Linked DNA regions of Mus musculus: region 2 is linked to region 1. Evidence: chromatin contacts called from public Hi-C data. All regions are on one chromosome and are shown on one strand. The core of a region is the stretch at or near the end of the contact, and the rest is flanking DNA. Distances in the headings are between cores, read along the strand shown. Region 1 overlaps Tiam1 (T cell lymphoma invasion and metastasis 1). Region 2 overlaps Tiam1 (T cell lymphoma invasion and metastasis 1).

The links. Hi-C and Micro-C count contacts between places; a contact is called where the count stands out from the background.
Region 2: a contact with region 1 is called in a Hi-C map of cortical neurons, with 2.1 times the contacts expected there. The contact joins two enhancer-like sites. A contact is called at or near these places in 4 of 39 promoter capture datasets (embryonic stem cells, pre-B cells, stem cell-derived epiblast-like cells and 1 more), 1 of 15 datasets of contacts at CTCF or cohesin (embryonic stem cells), 12 of 484 Hi-C or Micro-C datasets (B cells, the G1E-ER4 cell line, the P5424 cell line and 5 more), 4 of 115 datasets of contacts at active chromatin or transcription factors (bone marrow-derived macrophages, embryonic stem cells and regulatory T cells) and 2 of 9 other capture datasets (adipose tissue and liver).

The regions. Positions count from the first base shown.
Region 1 is chr16:89,785,171-89,792,726 of GRCm38.p6, reverse strand. Tiam1 (T cell lymphoma invasion and metastasis 1) reads left to right here. Exons shown (of 28, transcript NM_009384.3): 28 at 3,136-5,616. The coding sequence ends at 3,605. Among named protein-coding and RNA genes, the nearest start is that of Gm52239, 5.4 kb to the left of the region's middle. Within about 2 kb of position 4,021, at least 8 of the 459 cell types and tissues checked have an H3K27ac peak or open chromatin away from gene starts, as enhancers often do. A contact at or near this core is called in cortical neurons, where this site is marked.
Region 2 is chr16:89,919,824-89,926,374 of GRCm38.p6, reverse strand. All of the region lies in intron 2 of Tiam1 (T cell lymphoma invasion and metastasis 1), which reads left to right. Among named protein-coding and RNA genes, the nearest start is that of Tiam1, 38 kb to the left of the region's middle. Within about 2 kb of position 4,779, at least 36 of the 459 cell types and tissues checked have an H3K27ac peak or open chromatin away from gene starts, as enhancers often do. A contact at or near this core is called in cortical neurons, where this site is marked.

The DNA.
Region 1 (7,556 bases), core at 2,772-5,271:
CATCCTCTTTTGGAAGGGGTTCTCTTAGCCTGCTTGGGGAATGAGAGTCGCTGCTTGGCATGGCAGCCAGCTTTGTTCAGTAGAAAGCGGTGAGTTGAGGTCAGCAAGGTCATAGCCCCTCTACTGAGAACACCCGTGACTCCACAGTCTAGCGGAAGACACAGCCCGTTCTCAGCGAGGATGCGGACGTGCTCTGGCATGGCAGGCCAGTTGATGCAGAAGAAGTTGACCCTCACTTCGTGCCTGTAACTTTAGTTTCAGCCTCAGGGTTAGTTTAGGGAAGGTTTCAGCTGCTATTGGGAAAGAAGAAAGAGGAGTTTAACTGGTCCCCAGTAAATTCTCTGGAGCACTTATCCCATGTCTCTGGAGCAAAGAAGAAGGGACACCATTGCCACCACGTGCAGATGGCAATAGAGCAAGCCCGGAAGAGTGTTATTTTCCCAGTGCTGGACTTGCAGAGAGAGCCATCCACATCCTAACCCTCCTTTCCTAAGATGCAGCCCAGAATTTTTCAGGGAGGAGTCCAGTAGAATAAATTTCCTCTACACACAGGCAAACAAACAAACAAACAAACAAACCGATTTCTACTTTTGACACAGTCACCTCCCCACCAGTCCTCAGTCGTGTTGCAGAGATGCAGGAAGAGCTGTGACGTCATAGGCGTAACCTACCAACCCTGACTCGGCCTGTTACAATCCTAGGTACCTTGAGATTGACTAATGGATGTCGGTGGAGCCTACCTGAAGTCTGTTCTCCATTCAGTTGATTGAAAACCTAGAACCCAGAATCCCAGACCCCCAAACTGCAAGGCTCTCCAAACAGCCTGAGAGCCATGCATACATCCATGCCCACAGCCTCTCAGGAAGTACTCTGTAAAAACAGGCTGTTGTTTCATGGCAAGAGAGAAATTTGTTGAAGTGTTTTTTGTGCTCCTCTTGTTTGCTGAGGGGTGTTTAATCGGGAAATATGCACCAATCTCAGGGACCCTAACTACCACTGGCTCTTGCTGTTAACTTAGGAACCTAAATTCAAAAGTGCATTTACAAAAAACAAAACAAATCCAAAACACATATGCACTCACATTTTGTCCATAGGATGTACCAAAGTTTTTCTCCTGAGATGATCTTAGAAATAAAAAACAAACAAACAAACTCATTACCTGCTCTAAAGCATTACGAATGCCAAGAGAAAGCCTCAACATGACAGCCTGTTGGATTTGTATAACTGAAAGCATATTTGTTTGTTTGTTTGTTTTCCTGCCAGAGGGCTCATTTTTTGGCTGAAAAACATTTCTATCCACCCTGCCTTTGACGTAACTCACTACCATTGGAGAGTCTGTGTTCCACAATTTCCAAAATGGCGCTCCAGTGGTTCAGGCAAAGACTGCCTCTCTGAGACGGAGAGAGACCCACTAATGCCATCTGGCTTATTAAATGTCCTTTTCATAAAAGGCAGACAACTGTAACACACTCTGCATTTCACAAGACCCGTGTGCAGTCTGGAGAGCGTATAGACAGATACCCCGCCTCCATACTTACTCTAAAGTGGGACTACTTCAGCCAATAACCGACTTAAAATTTCTCATAGTCTATAATCTTTTTATGGAAAATCTGAGGCTTATGGAGCAGCTAAAAGAATCCATCCCTACATCTATATTCCATAATTAGTATTTTGCTTTATTTTCACTGCTGCCCACCCATCTGCCATCTGCGTGCACCATCTTACCTTGGCACGTTTCAGAGGGGCAGCCATGACTGCACTTGGCCCCTAAATCCCACCATGAAGACCATGCTCACGTTTCCAGTAGAGCAGTAGTGAACTGATGCCATTCAGATGTAGCGATTGAGTAGAACAAGGTTGGACTGCAGTGGGGTTAGGCTCGAAGCGAAGACGACACTTTTAGGAGAAGTAGCTTTCCATTTCCTCCCATGTTGCCTGGAGTTTCTTTCTATTGTGCGGTGCCCATCTGGTCTGTGTGTGGAGATAATGGGACTCTCAGAACCTGGACAGTAGGTGTCTCCTGGCAATGCTGAAGCAGCCTCGCTGCTTTTGAGACTTGGGTTCCAGGACAGCTGCTCCTGACTGGTGTGTGCGTTGCTCCCTCCATGGAAAAAGCCTGTGTTGCATTTCACCTCAGAGTGTCCGATGCAACAGTTACTTCGGCCTCCGGGGAGAAGTGGCATTGTTTCCACCAGAGCCATTGCGTGCGTGCGTTCTTGCGTGCGTGCGTGCGGCGAGTGGTGGGAGCATTCATTGCTTGATTGATTGGAATCTCTATTTGTTTGCTTGCCTTTAGTAATCCTGGCTTCCTGGAGGGCAGTGGGGTAAATGAATAAACCCCAATATTTTACCTTGGAGTAACTTTCTGTGGCGCACTGTTCCTCAGTGCTAGAGTGGCATCTGTTATTTCTCTTACGCCACTCAGGCACACTGTAGTTTTAATTGCACTGTAGAAGAGTTGGCGATTCACAGCTTGGAGTTAGTTAGGACTATGGCTCTGCTTAGCCTCAGAGGTCATGTTGGACCTTATCAGAAAGGGTACAAAGAGTGGACTGGAAGGGCAGTGTCTCTGACAACTGACATCCAGTCTCCAAGAATGTGATGCCCTCAATCTAACTGTGGGTGCTTACGTCCCTGGAAAGCACTGTCCACAGCACAGTGCTCCAGAGAGCACAGCAATGCTTCACAGCAAAACCCCTGAAGGCTTCTCTCAGGCTTATCAAACACCTCTCTCCTGGCTACGTGACCCTCGGATAACCCTGGGGTAAGCTCTCTAGCTCTGTGCCGTGGGCACAGTCGTGTTGAGGACAGTCTCTGGCCCAATGCTGAGAACAGTAGACATCTGTGTTTCCTGTCATGTGGGTACACGGGTTAAAGTAGATTATTTCTTTCTCCATAACCCAGAGCCTCTAGTGTTTAGACCCTCACTCCTCACTTAGTCTCTGGGCCCGTCCTTAGATCTGAAGATCCCTTCAGATGTCTGAGCAAAGTAGACACCACTGGGACAGTAAGGGGTAGACCCCAAACTCCTGAAGCCCCATTCACCTTTTATGCTTCTTTTCTTTGCTTGCTGGGTTTTCATCTCACAGTAAAGCATGTGGGGGTTTATTTTTATATTTTTGTGTGTGTGTGCAGTGTCTGCCCCAAGCAAGTCTCTTGGGAGGAGGAGGCGGCGACTGGCCCGAAACAGGTTTACCATCGATTCAGACGCCATCTCAGCCAGCAGCCCGGAGAAAGAGCCCCAGCAGCCCGCCGGTGGTGGGGACACTGACCGATGGGTAGAGGAACAGTTCGATCTTGCTCAGTACGAGGAGCAGGATGACATCAAGGAGACAGACATCCTCAGTGACGATGACGAATTCTGTGAGTCCCTGAAGGGCGCCTCAGTGGACAGAGACCTTCAGGAGCAGCTTCAGGCTGCCTCCATCAGTCAGCGGGCCCGAGGCCGGAGAACCCTCGATAGCCACGCCTCCCGCATGACACAGCTCAAGAAGCAAGCGGCCCTCTCGGGCATCAACGGGGGCCTGGAGAGTGCGAGCGAGGAAGTCATTTGGGTCAGGCGCGAAGACTTTGCCCCCTCCAGGAAACTGAACACGGAGATATGACTTCCTTGTCCCTGTAGAGAATATGTGTGTAGATATGATGCCGGCCCCACCCTCACTCCGCCCACCCTCCTGTGCCGTCCACGAGAATGTCCCCTTAGGTCGCACTCTTGACACAGATTTTGGCAGCTGACTTGGGTCTGAAGCCATGTAGCCACCCACCTTCATCATTCTTAATGACACCAGAGAGAATCGTTCAGAATCCCAGACAAACAAGCTTGAGTCCTTTCCTCTGTGCCAAGGGCTTTCTTTTATTTATTCTCAATTCATCGGGGCCTGAAGATTTAGAACGAAGAACCGATAGCGCTAGAAATCAAACCGTCCCCACCCCAGCAGTCAAAACAGGGACAGGACGGTGTGCACAGATTGTCCCAGCTCCACCTCTCTAAATCCAGTCTCGCAGCTGAGGAACAACCACCTTCAAACACACATAGAGAAACGGAACAGATGGAAACACCTGTACAGCGTGCAGTGTTCTGACTCCTCCCCTCTTCAGCGTCCGAGAATATCTGTGTATCTTAAGAATGTGTGAGGAAAGGGTGGTCGTCTCTGTACGATGAGCCTTTATTCTTATTTTTTTTTTCTTCTGTTCATGTCTATAGCTGGTCTTACTCTGTGTCAGTGTCTGGAAGCTCTAGTTTTGCAGAGAATTATAAAGATGCCAAACTCTTGGAAAAGAGATCCAAATTTATCACTTAGAGGGAGAGAGAAGAAAAAAAAGAAACACTATTTTTTGTATTTTCCTTGAGATGCAGGGGCACAAATAGATGAGAATTTTACAGTGTTAGGTGTAACTCAGTCTGAAAATGAGGATATAACCTTTTGCAGAGCAAGCGGGGCACGATGACTTTATATTTATACACAAACGGCCAACAAGAAGCTCATGCTAAGAATAAACTTTTCTGAGAAACAGATTTTTTTTTTAAATGTATGAATCTATATTTGAGATGGGAGTTTGGTTGGATTACAGGGACAGGAAATGGGGCAGTGTGTGCGTGTGTCTGTTGTTCATGGTGGGGGAGGGGAGCCTCCTCATGGGGTTGCCATGGCAATCATTGGTTTTCCCATCAAACTTGCATCTTCATCCACAGATGACCTCCCCTTCCCTGAGAGTCCACGGCAGAATCTTAGAACCTCTTCAGAGACGTCCTTTGTGGTTAATATTTCCTCCATGCCAATGAGACAGGGTAAACTCGCTACGGGGCCTAACCTTCTAAATGGATGTCCAGACAGGAAGAACAAAACCCATTCTAGCACTTTCATTTTTAAAAAAAAAAAGGTTTATAGCTTTTTGTTCCGCCCTCCTCCTCCCCATTTCACAATGTCCATTCCTTAAGAAGGGTTTAAATAATATGAAAACTTTGTTTTTGGAAATAAAAAAATATCTATATATCTATATATCTATATATCTATTTGGTGTTTGATACATCGGTAGGTACTTTAAAGACCTGAATTTTATAGTAGCTTTAGCAATTATATTTTATAAGAATCAGTTATGACTTTATATTTCCAGATAGAGAGTTCAGAACACCATGCTCTAAAGCCTCCCCCACCCCGGCTTGCTTTCCTGCTTTCCTGACCTCTCTCCCCCCCCCCCCTTTCGGGTTTCCAGGGCTTTGAGCTTGATCTTTTGAAAGTTTTATTCTATTACAGTTTTTGCTATTACCTTCTGGTTTTCTTAAGAAGCTTTAGAGTGGTTTCTATGCCCTTTGTACCACTGCACTGTTCGTAACATCTCGGGGTCGATTGCGTCCGGATGGGAAACTGAAGCAGAGGTGTCGGATAGTCACATTTTCTGGTCTCCCTGCAACACGTCCATCGGAAAAAAAAATACTGGAAAGTCTGGTGCTTAGAGAGGGTGCCATTGTCTCTTGTATATACGGTCATGATGTGTCTATGTCAAAAGTTCTTATATATTTCTTTTATAAGCTGAAAGAAGGTCTATTTTTATGTTTTTAGGTCTATGAATGGAACGTTGTAAATGCCTGTCCAACAATAAAAGTACTGAAAAGGGCTTCGACTTCCCTGTGCCTTTTTTGATAAAGGGCTGAAGAGCTAAGTGTGGGAGAGAGCAAGTCCAGGAGAGAAAAGTCCTGTGATTGTGTGTGTGTGTGTCTATGTGTGTACACGTGTGCTTGCACTCTCTCTCTCTCTCTCTCACGCACACACGTACGCACGCACGCTCGCACGCACGCACGCATGCATGCCATACTGTGCCTGTGGAGGTTAGAGGGATAACTTAACAGAAATGATTCTTTCTTGTCATACCACGTAACCCCAGATACTGCAGTTAGTTAGGTGTAGCAGCAATGCTTGTTACCTGGTGAGCCATTTTGGTGGCTGTGGGGTGGGTGTGTGTGTGTGTGTGTGTGTGTGTGTGTGTGTGTGTGTGGTGTGGGAACAGATATGGAGGCACCTGTCTGTAACCTCAGCACTCAGGAAGCAGTCAGAAGCTGAGTACACGTTTGAGGCTGGCCAGGAATGTATTGCTAGTGAGACCCAGCTGCAGAGTGAGGCCCTGCCTCACAATGTAGGAAAATCGAAGTAGCTATTGTGATCTTCCAGGGAAGATGCTCTGGCAAAGCTCGGACTTTTAACCAAAATATAAATAATAATAAACATCCTGGCCTAAGGTGGCCCGTACTACCGTGCTTAAGTATGTTATTTTAAAAGAAAACACATGAAGTTGGGGCAGGATGTGTTGAGTGGGTTGTGTGGACAGTTGGTATATATGATCATATTTTCTTATACATATGAATGAAATTCTCCATAATGATTTTTTTTTTTAAATACTGGTCTAAAGATCTGGAGAATAAGAAATCAAAAACAGGGCCAGGCAGTGGTGGTGGTGGTGGTGGGGGTGTGCACATCTTTCATCCCAGCACTCGAGAGGCAGAGGCAGGTAGATCTCAGCTCGAGGCCAGCCTGGTCTACTCAGGGAGCCAGAATATCCAGGCCTACATAGTGAGACATTGTCACAAACAAACAAACAAACAAACAAACAGAAATACAAAACACTCATCTGTTACTAAGTACCTGTGTATACCTATGAATTCCAAAACCGAGGGTGCTTGCGACACTGTATCGTTTACCCAGGGTAAATGATACAATGTTTGCTTATACAACAGGGACCTCCCACACACTCAATGCTGGTCGAGCCTGATAGAGCACATGTCATATGGGACAGCCACTGGGTAGTGTTGCAGAAACGAGAAATGGGCCTGCATTTTAGTTAGGTGCAGGGTTCTTCACAATAATTTTCACTCCATGGTTGGCACAATCCAATTTGTTTCCTGTCTCTTGCCTTGTCCCAAGGTGAGCAGGCTGAGGGCTTTGAGAGGGGTTTCTAAGGGTGCGTGAGGGGCAGTGCAGAACTCAGGTGTGGGTGAATCAACTTGAAACTCTGCATTCTGTCATGAGGGTCTGCAGCCCTAGGCTACTCCAGACCCGGGACAAAAGGTGGTCATGGGTCACTGTTCTCTCAGACAGAGGTCCAGAGTCTTGAACAGCCTTACCTGGTCAGTCATCACTCCCCCCGCCACCCCCCCACACACTCATACTGTACACACAAGCATACACACACAAATGCACACACCTGTGAACACATTCACACATGATACACATGCATGAATGCACACACCTGTGAACACACACACACATTCCCCATGCCTGAACTCCATGTAAATTTTTCCCTTGCCGATCGCCTAGTCTATCCAGCTCATATTCTTGCTTGTAGGTCTGTGCTCAGGCAGAGGTGTCTGTGGACCAATAGCATCGGCTGCCCCAGGATGATGAAAGAAACGCAGAAACCTGGGGGCCAGGCTGGGGCTCAGTAGGAAAAGTGCCTTGCTTCTCAAGCATGAGGACTGAGGTTCACTTCCATAACCCACATAAAACGTCAGGCTTAAGAATACACACCTGAGGCTGGAAAAGGGACCCGGGTTCAATTCCCAG
Region 2 (6,551 bases), core at 3,530-6,029, 130 kb before region 1:
CGTTCTGTCTGTCACTTCATGCATAACTGGGGCAGGGTGGGGTAGTGCCTACAAAGAGCCTGATTTTGGATATTGGCTCTCTGAGTCAGCTCAACAGCAAATCCATTTCACCAGCGGCGTCTGCTTACCCTGAGGTCCCTTAGAATTTGATTTTGTCCCTTAAAAGTGTAAGGTTTTAGATGTAAACACTACAAAATTGTATTAAGTCTTATTTGTTTGTTTCTGTGTATGTGTGCATGCCGTGTGTATGTATGTGCTGTGTGTATGTATGTATTGTGTGTGTATGTGTGTGCTGTGTGCATGTGTGTGTGTGCCAAGTATATATATATGTGCTGTGTGTATGTGTGTGTGTGTATGTGTGTCTATGCATGCATGTGTGTGTGCCATGTATATGTATGTGCTGTGTGTATGTGTGTGTGTGCTGTGTGTGTGTGTGTGTGCGCACTGTGCATAAGTGGGCGTGCTATGTGTAGGGGGGTGTGGGAAGGGTCGATGACAGGTCCCTGGAGCTGGAGTTATTGGCAGCTGTGAGTCACTTGACTCAGGTGCTAGCATATGAACTTGGGAGCAAGAGCAGCAATTCCTTTTAAACACTGAGCCATCTCTCCAGCCCCTAAAATTGCATGTTAATATAATTATGACTCATACATGTATATAGAAATATTTGTGTTTAACAAATCTGATTCGCTTTATATCTCTCCGACAAGCCCTTTATGTATATGTGTGCATACTACATATGTTTGTGAGTAAGCCCAGGTGAATGTATGCTATAGCATGTGTGAAGGTCCTTTCTTCTGGCCATCTACCTTGATAGAAGCACACTTTGGGGTTTTCTGGTATGTACATGAGGCTAGCTAATCCTTAGCTTCTGGGTTCTCCCCATTTTCTGCCTCTCCTCTTCTTCAGCACTCCCAAGAGTGCTGGAATTATAGATTCTCACGACATGTTTTTTTCTGGGATTTGAACTCAGGTCCTCAGGCGCACTTGGCGTGTGCTTTTCCATGAACTGTCTCGCTCCTTTCCCGACAAGTTCTTGGGCAGTAATAATATCTTCCGCTGGCTGTATTCGTTCCAAGATACGACAATTTTGTTTCTTATTTGGAAGATAAGCCATCAACAGCTACTTTTAGGCAACAACAGTTTGCAAAATATTAAGTGAAGATGGGACTGTAGAGACCTCCCTTGAAGAGCTGGCGGCTCCTCTCGCAGAGCCGTGTATGTGGGCCGTCGTGGATCATCACGGAGGACGTTGCTCGTCCTGTAATTGTCAGGTGTCTGTCTTTGCCATCCTTGTCAGGGGGCCCTGTGCGTTCAGCGACGGCCACAAGGAGCAAGGGGAGGATGAATTCAGGTGTGGATTGCAGAGAGCACTTTTCATGCTTGAAGCATGGCTCAAACACCCGAGCCTCTGCTGCCCGATAATGCCAGGAAAACCCAGCTTCCTCTCCAGTGCCACTGACCGCCAAGGCTCAGGTCCTGCCTGCCCAGTGTGCTCTTCCCTGGCTCTTCTCTTACTCACTCTGTCCCCATTTTATCATAGAGGGGACCGAGGCTTGGCAGGATGAAGAAACTCTCTCCCGTTGCTTGGGTATGAAGTAGCAGGCGTAGAATCCCTGGGCCGTGGGCCAAGCCCCTCCTCTCCGCCTTGCAGCTCACGGCTGTGGTGATGCACTTGAGCTTGAGAGCCTGGGAACAGGTCCTGGTTTTGACACATGTTGCTGGGTGTCTTTCCCATTGCCCAAGACCCGTTCATTATCTGTTTCAGATTTCATTTGGAGATTAATAATTAACCCCTAAGGGCTTTTCCCATTGTGTCAAGTTCAAACAAAAAGAAGCTGACCGACTCTCATTATAAATGGGACATACGTAACAAACAGCGCTGCGCTGCGCCCCAACAAGAAATAACAGCTGCCAGGCCTTCCATTTGTCTCATGGAAGCCTGGGCCGGTGGCAGCAGCTAAGTCTCATGCCGGTGTCCCAGACCTCTCATGCCAGAACAGGGTGGTGGAGTGGATGCCAGGCCAGACTTACTACCTAGAAACAGGGCTGTGATTTCCCTCATCCCAAGAGGTCTTGGAGAAGGTGCATTTTTTTTAACTGAGTCCCAGAAAGAGATATTAAAGTCTTTTAAAGATTTAAATATGCATATCACATCCCAAAGTATTTTCGAACAGTTCACTGGTGTGTCTTCAAGAATCTTGGATGCATTATGTTAAAGACAAAGCAAAATAATAGACCCGTAATTAGAAATTTTGGTTCACAGCCATTGATGATCCCCTCCCCCCTTAATTACTGAGGGACCGGTGATGTCATTTAGTGCTCCGTCTCTTCCGATAGTGCATATAAGGCCCTGGGTTTAATCTGCATCCACGCAAGGAAAGATTTACAAACATACCTAATGGGAGGGAACTCTTGCGGCTGTGTGTTAGTGCGAGCAGGAGGAATCGTTGCTGCTGGAACCTGTGTGTCCCGTGCTGTTGACTCTGCCTTATTCCTCAATACATGTGTGAGACACGGTGAGGTATCTCTCTCTCTCTCTCTCTCTCTCTCTCTCTCTCTCTCTTTCTCTCTCTCTCTGCCCCCTTTTTACCTGGGTGGTGACAAAGGACTTGGGATGATAGAGGTCTCCATAGCACTCCTTTTCAAGGCACCCACCCCATCCCTTCTTCTCCTTGCCTCCCTCCTGGGAGTCTGCCATTCGGTTTATCCCGTGAGTAAGTGGAGCTGGAGCCAAGGACAAACTCCTCAGATGTCACTGCCATCTTCCTCACGGCCTGCGTGGTGCTTTTATGGCTGATGGAGAAGATTCGGATGAGAAGAGATAGAACCTTGGAGCAGGAAGATTCCCAGGTGAGGGTGTCTCTGGCAGTGACATCAGTGCTTGGAACAGCCAGCGAGGCAGCCAGCTTGAGAGCTTGATTAAGGCAGGGAGGCGTACTATGAGCAGGCCCATTTTGTTAAAGGTTGTTTCCCACAGTGGGAAGCAATGAAACACTCACTTTCGGCTGCATGTCAGTATGTTCTAAAAAAGTCTTTAAGATGAAGAAAGTCAGTGGGGGTTGGGGGGCGTGGAAGGGGTCTGAGTCTCCTCTTGTCGCCTGCTGGGTTTGAAGAGCTTAACTTTGACCATAGGCAGTGTCTCTCTGGAAGCCCTGGTAAGCCCTTCTGTGCAGATAAATGACCATATCAGAAGCTGAAGGACGTGGGCCTGGATCCAAAGACAAGTGAGCCACTCCTGTGTCCCCAGACAGCAGGTATACCTTCATGCCTGTAAGTGGGGTAGGTGTGAAGCGCTTACCTGGTCCCAGGTTGCTATGGTGATTAACTGATCATGTGTGTGTGTGTGTGTGTTTGTTTGTTTATGTTTATGCGTGTATATGTGCATATAATTGTTCACACACATATACACACACTTCTTAAATTATGAAGCACCTTGCATATTTTATTCATGTTCTCTAGCTATTTTTACTCTCCTGTGATATTCACAGCATACAGCTGTCTGTAGTAACCATTTACATACACATATGGCTCCATGCTGTTAAGTGCATTCCTGTTTACATAAGCCTGGCCATCCAACTCCAGGGCTGTCTCACTTTCTTAGGCTGACCTCTAAACATCGCTGCACAACCTTCCTTCTGGTCCCCACTTCCCCTCGCCACCTTTACATCCGCCATTCCACTTTCTGTAGCACACAGTGCCTTCAGGCGTCTGCCCTGTCTTTACACACAGTGAACAGAGATGGCGCTCTGTTCCTTTTCTTGGCTCACTGATCCCGGCACGGTACTTTTAGCACATGGCATTGCGCTGGATGAGACTGCACAACCCACCAAGTGTTGTTACTCTGTGTCATTAGTATGAGCTGGAGCAGGGCTATCAGGGTACCAGTGTGTGTGTGTGTGTGTGTGTGTGTGTGTGTGTGTGTGTGTGTGCGCGGTGTAGGCCAGAAGTCAGTATCACATGTCTTCCCTGATTATTGCTTTTAACCTCTTCCTTAGAGACAGTATGTATCGTTGAACTTGGAACTTACAACTCATCTAGCCTGGCTGGCCAGCCCCAGGGATCCTCTTGTTTGTGTCTCCTCACTGCTAGGATTACACGGCCATGCTGCCATTTCTAGCTTCCCTGTGGGTACTGGGAGGTCCACACTCAGGTCCTCGGGCTTGTGCAGTGAACGCTGTACCACAGAGCCACCTCCTCAGCCCCGTGGAGTGTAGGAGACGTAAGCGAGGGTCTGTTCCAGCTTCAGTTGGAACCGAAGCTGGTTTTGAACATCAAGGCTGCCATTGACACATAGATAATGCTTTGTTTTGTGTTAAAATGCACCTCGAGGCAATATTGGCATGTTGTGTAACACATGCGTGGTGTGTAACACATGCGTGGTGTGTATGCAGGCAGGGATTTAAGGTTTTGCATTTTTCTCCCCCATCGGTGGTAGAGTTCTCTCCTTTCACTCTAGAGATCCCGAAGATGGAGCTCGCCTGGCTTTGTGGCAAGCCCCTTTACCTACTGAACCGCCCCGCTCCTCCCTCCGTGGACGGAGCAGGCAGATCGCTCCTCCCTCCGTGGACGGAGCAGGCAGATCGAGTTGGGATCGGAGTGGGATTGGGTTGAGTTGAGTGAAGACCGCGGCCTGAGAACAGTCGTCGAAGGGACTTTTTAAGACGGAGAATGACATCAGGGTCTTATTTACCTTCATGGGAAACGGAACTGAGCTGGGTGGCACGGCACAGATGGTACATTGTTCCTGCAAGTGTGAGGACAGGGAGAGAAACAGATCCAAACAGGAGGCTCCGGAGCTGGCACCCAGGCGCCAGCATTGGCTCAGGCCTCCCCCAGCCCAGCCTCCCTGCGCTTGCGGGAACGCGGCATCGCAGAAGCAGGAGGCTGCTGTTATTTTGATCACCAGGCTCTGTTTAGTGAATACACTTGATTAATCCCCTCCTTCTCCTCATGGATGCTATTTTGAGTGGAAAATCACTACTGGAAAAACAAATCCCTACATTGATTATGTACAGCATGCGCCCCCTCCCCCTTACATGCCAGTTGGAGTCTCTCTCAAAAGCCCCTATTCTAAGGCTTAATCTCCAGCCTGTCACTTTTGGGAACCTTTTAAGGTTACGGGCACCGGTGGAAAGATTATGGGCTGTGTCTTGTGAGGATTTGGGGACCTCGTCTTTTCCCTGTTTCATCTCTCTTTCCACTCTCTGTCTGTGGAGTGACTTTGCATCCAGCAGGAGCCCCCTCACCAGCAGACCACAGACTAGAGCCTCCAAAGCATAAACCATAACTGATTTCCTGAGATACTCGCTACACCACACCCACTGGGCTGTGGAGCCTAATGGTTAGAGGCACTCCATTGTATTTCAAAGAATCTGAAGCCACAGAGAGGTTGGCTGGTTTGTACCCAGTTAACAAGTTCTCTCAGCTCTCAAGAAAAGGAACATGGCTTACCCACCTGTGGTGTGTGTTCCTTCATGTGGCACATGGAAAAGCAGTGTTAGGAGGCAGTCTTAAGCCCGAGTGCTTAGCCTGTGTTCTCCGAAGGTGGGCATTTTCAGAAAGGGCTATGCTTAGGCCATGGAGGGCACCCCCCTCCTCCCCAGCCTTCTCAGGACTGGTTTGGTTTAAATGGGGACTTGTCAGTTCTTCCTAGCTGGGAGGAAATGCTTTCTCAGCATGGTGCATTAGTCATGAGCAGGGTGTAGGAGGGGGTTGAACAATCAGCCCGACCCTCCTCCCCGTGGATGGGCTTTCAGGCTCAACTCCCAGCCCCAGCTGGGTTGGAATTGAGGACTTGCTGGGGACACCCCCACACACTCTCCCCGCTGTGCACTTGAAGTCTTGGATCACGAGTGGGAGAGGTTAGCGATTTCAAGGCTGGCATCAAGTACCGCCAGCCTGGAGCTCAGGGAACCATGGCCTCCGCAGCTTGCACGTGTGTCATAGGGCAGCTGGGTGAAGGGTCACGCGAAGGGCACTGAGGTGCCAAGTGCCCAACTGTGTGCTCCGAGTCTGTGCTTCCGGCCCCCAGTGCTGTTTTCCACCATCCTGAGAAAGAGCTGGAAGGTGTTGGCTTGAGTAGAAACCTGGGATCCCAGCAACCCAGGATGACAAGCTCCCTTGAGTACAAGAAGCACCAGCCAGCTACTCACTGTGAACACTCTATGGGGACAGACTGCTTAGAATGTCTTCATTTGGCAGATACTGACGCTGTCCCTCATGCCATGGAGAAAAGGAAAGTCAGTTGCTTGTCGGCTTATTGACTCTGGTGTCTGGTTGTTTGGTCAAATCAGTAGTTCCCATCCTTGGCTTGTGTGGACAGTAGTGGGGTATTACGGGTATATGTAATATAAGTGGACATGTCCCGTTGACCACTATGACAGAAAGTAGTGAGCTATTCCCTCACAGAACTTGTAATCCTAACACACACACACACACACAAACACACACACACACACACACACACACACACACACACACAATTTAAAGATAAGCTCTAATGTAGCCCGGGATAGCCTTGAACTTGATTTGTAGCTCAGGGTGACACAGAA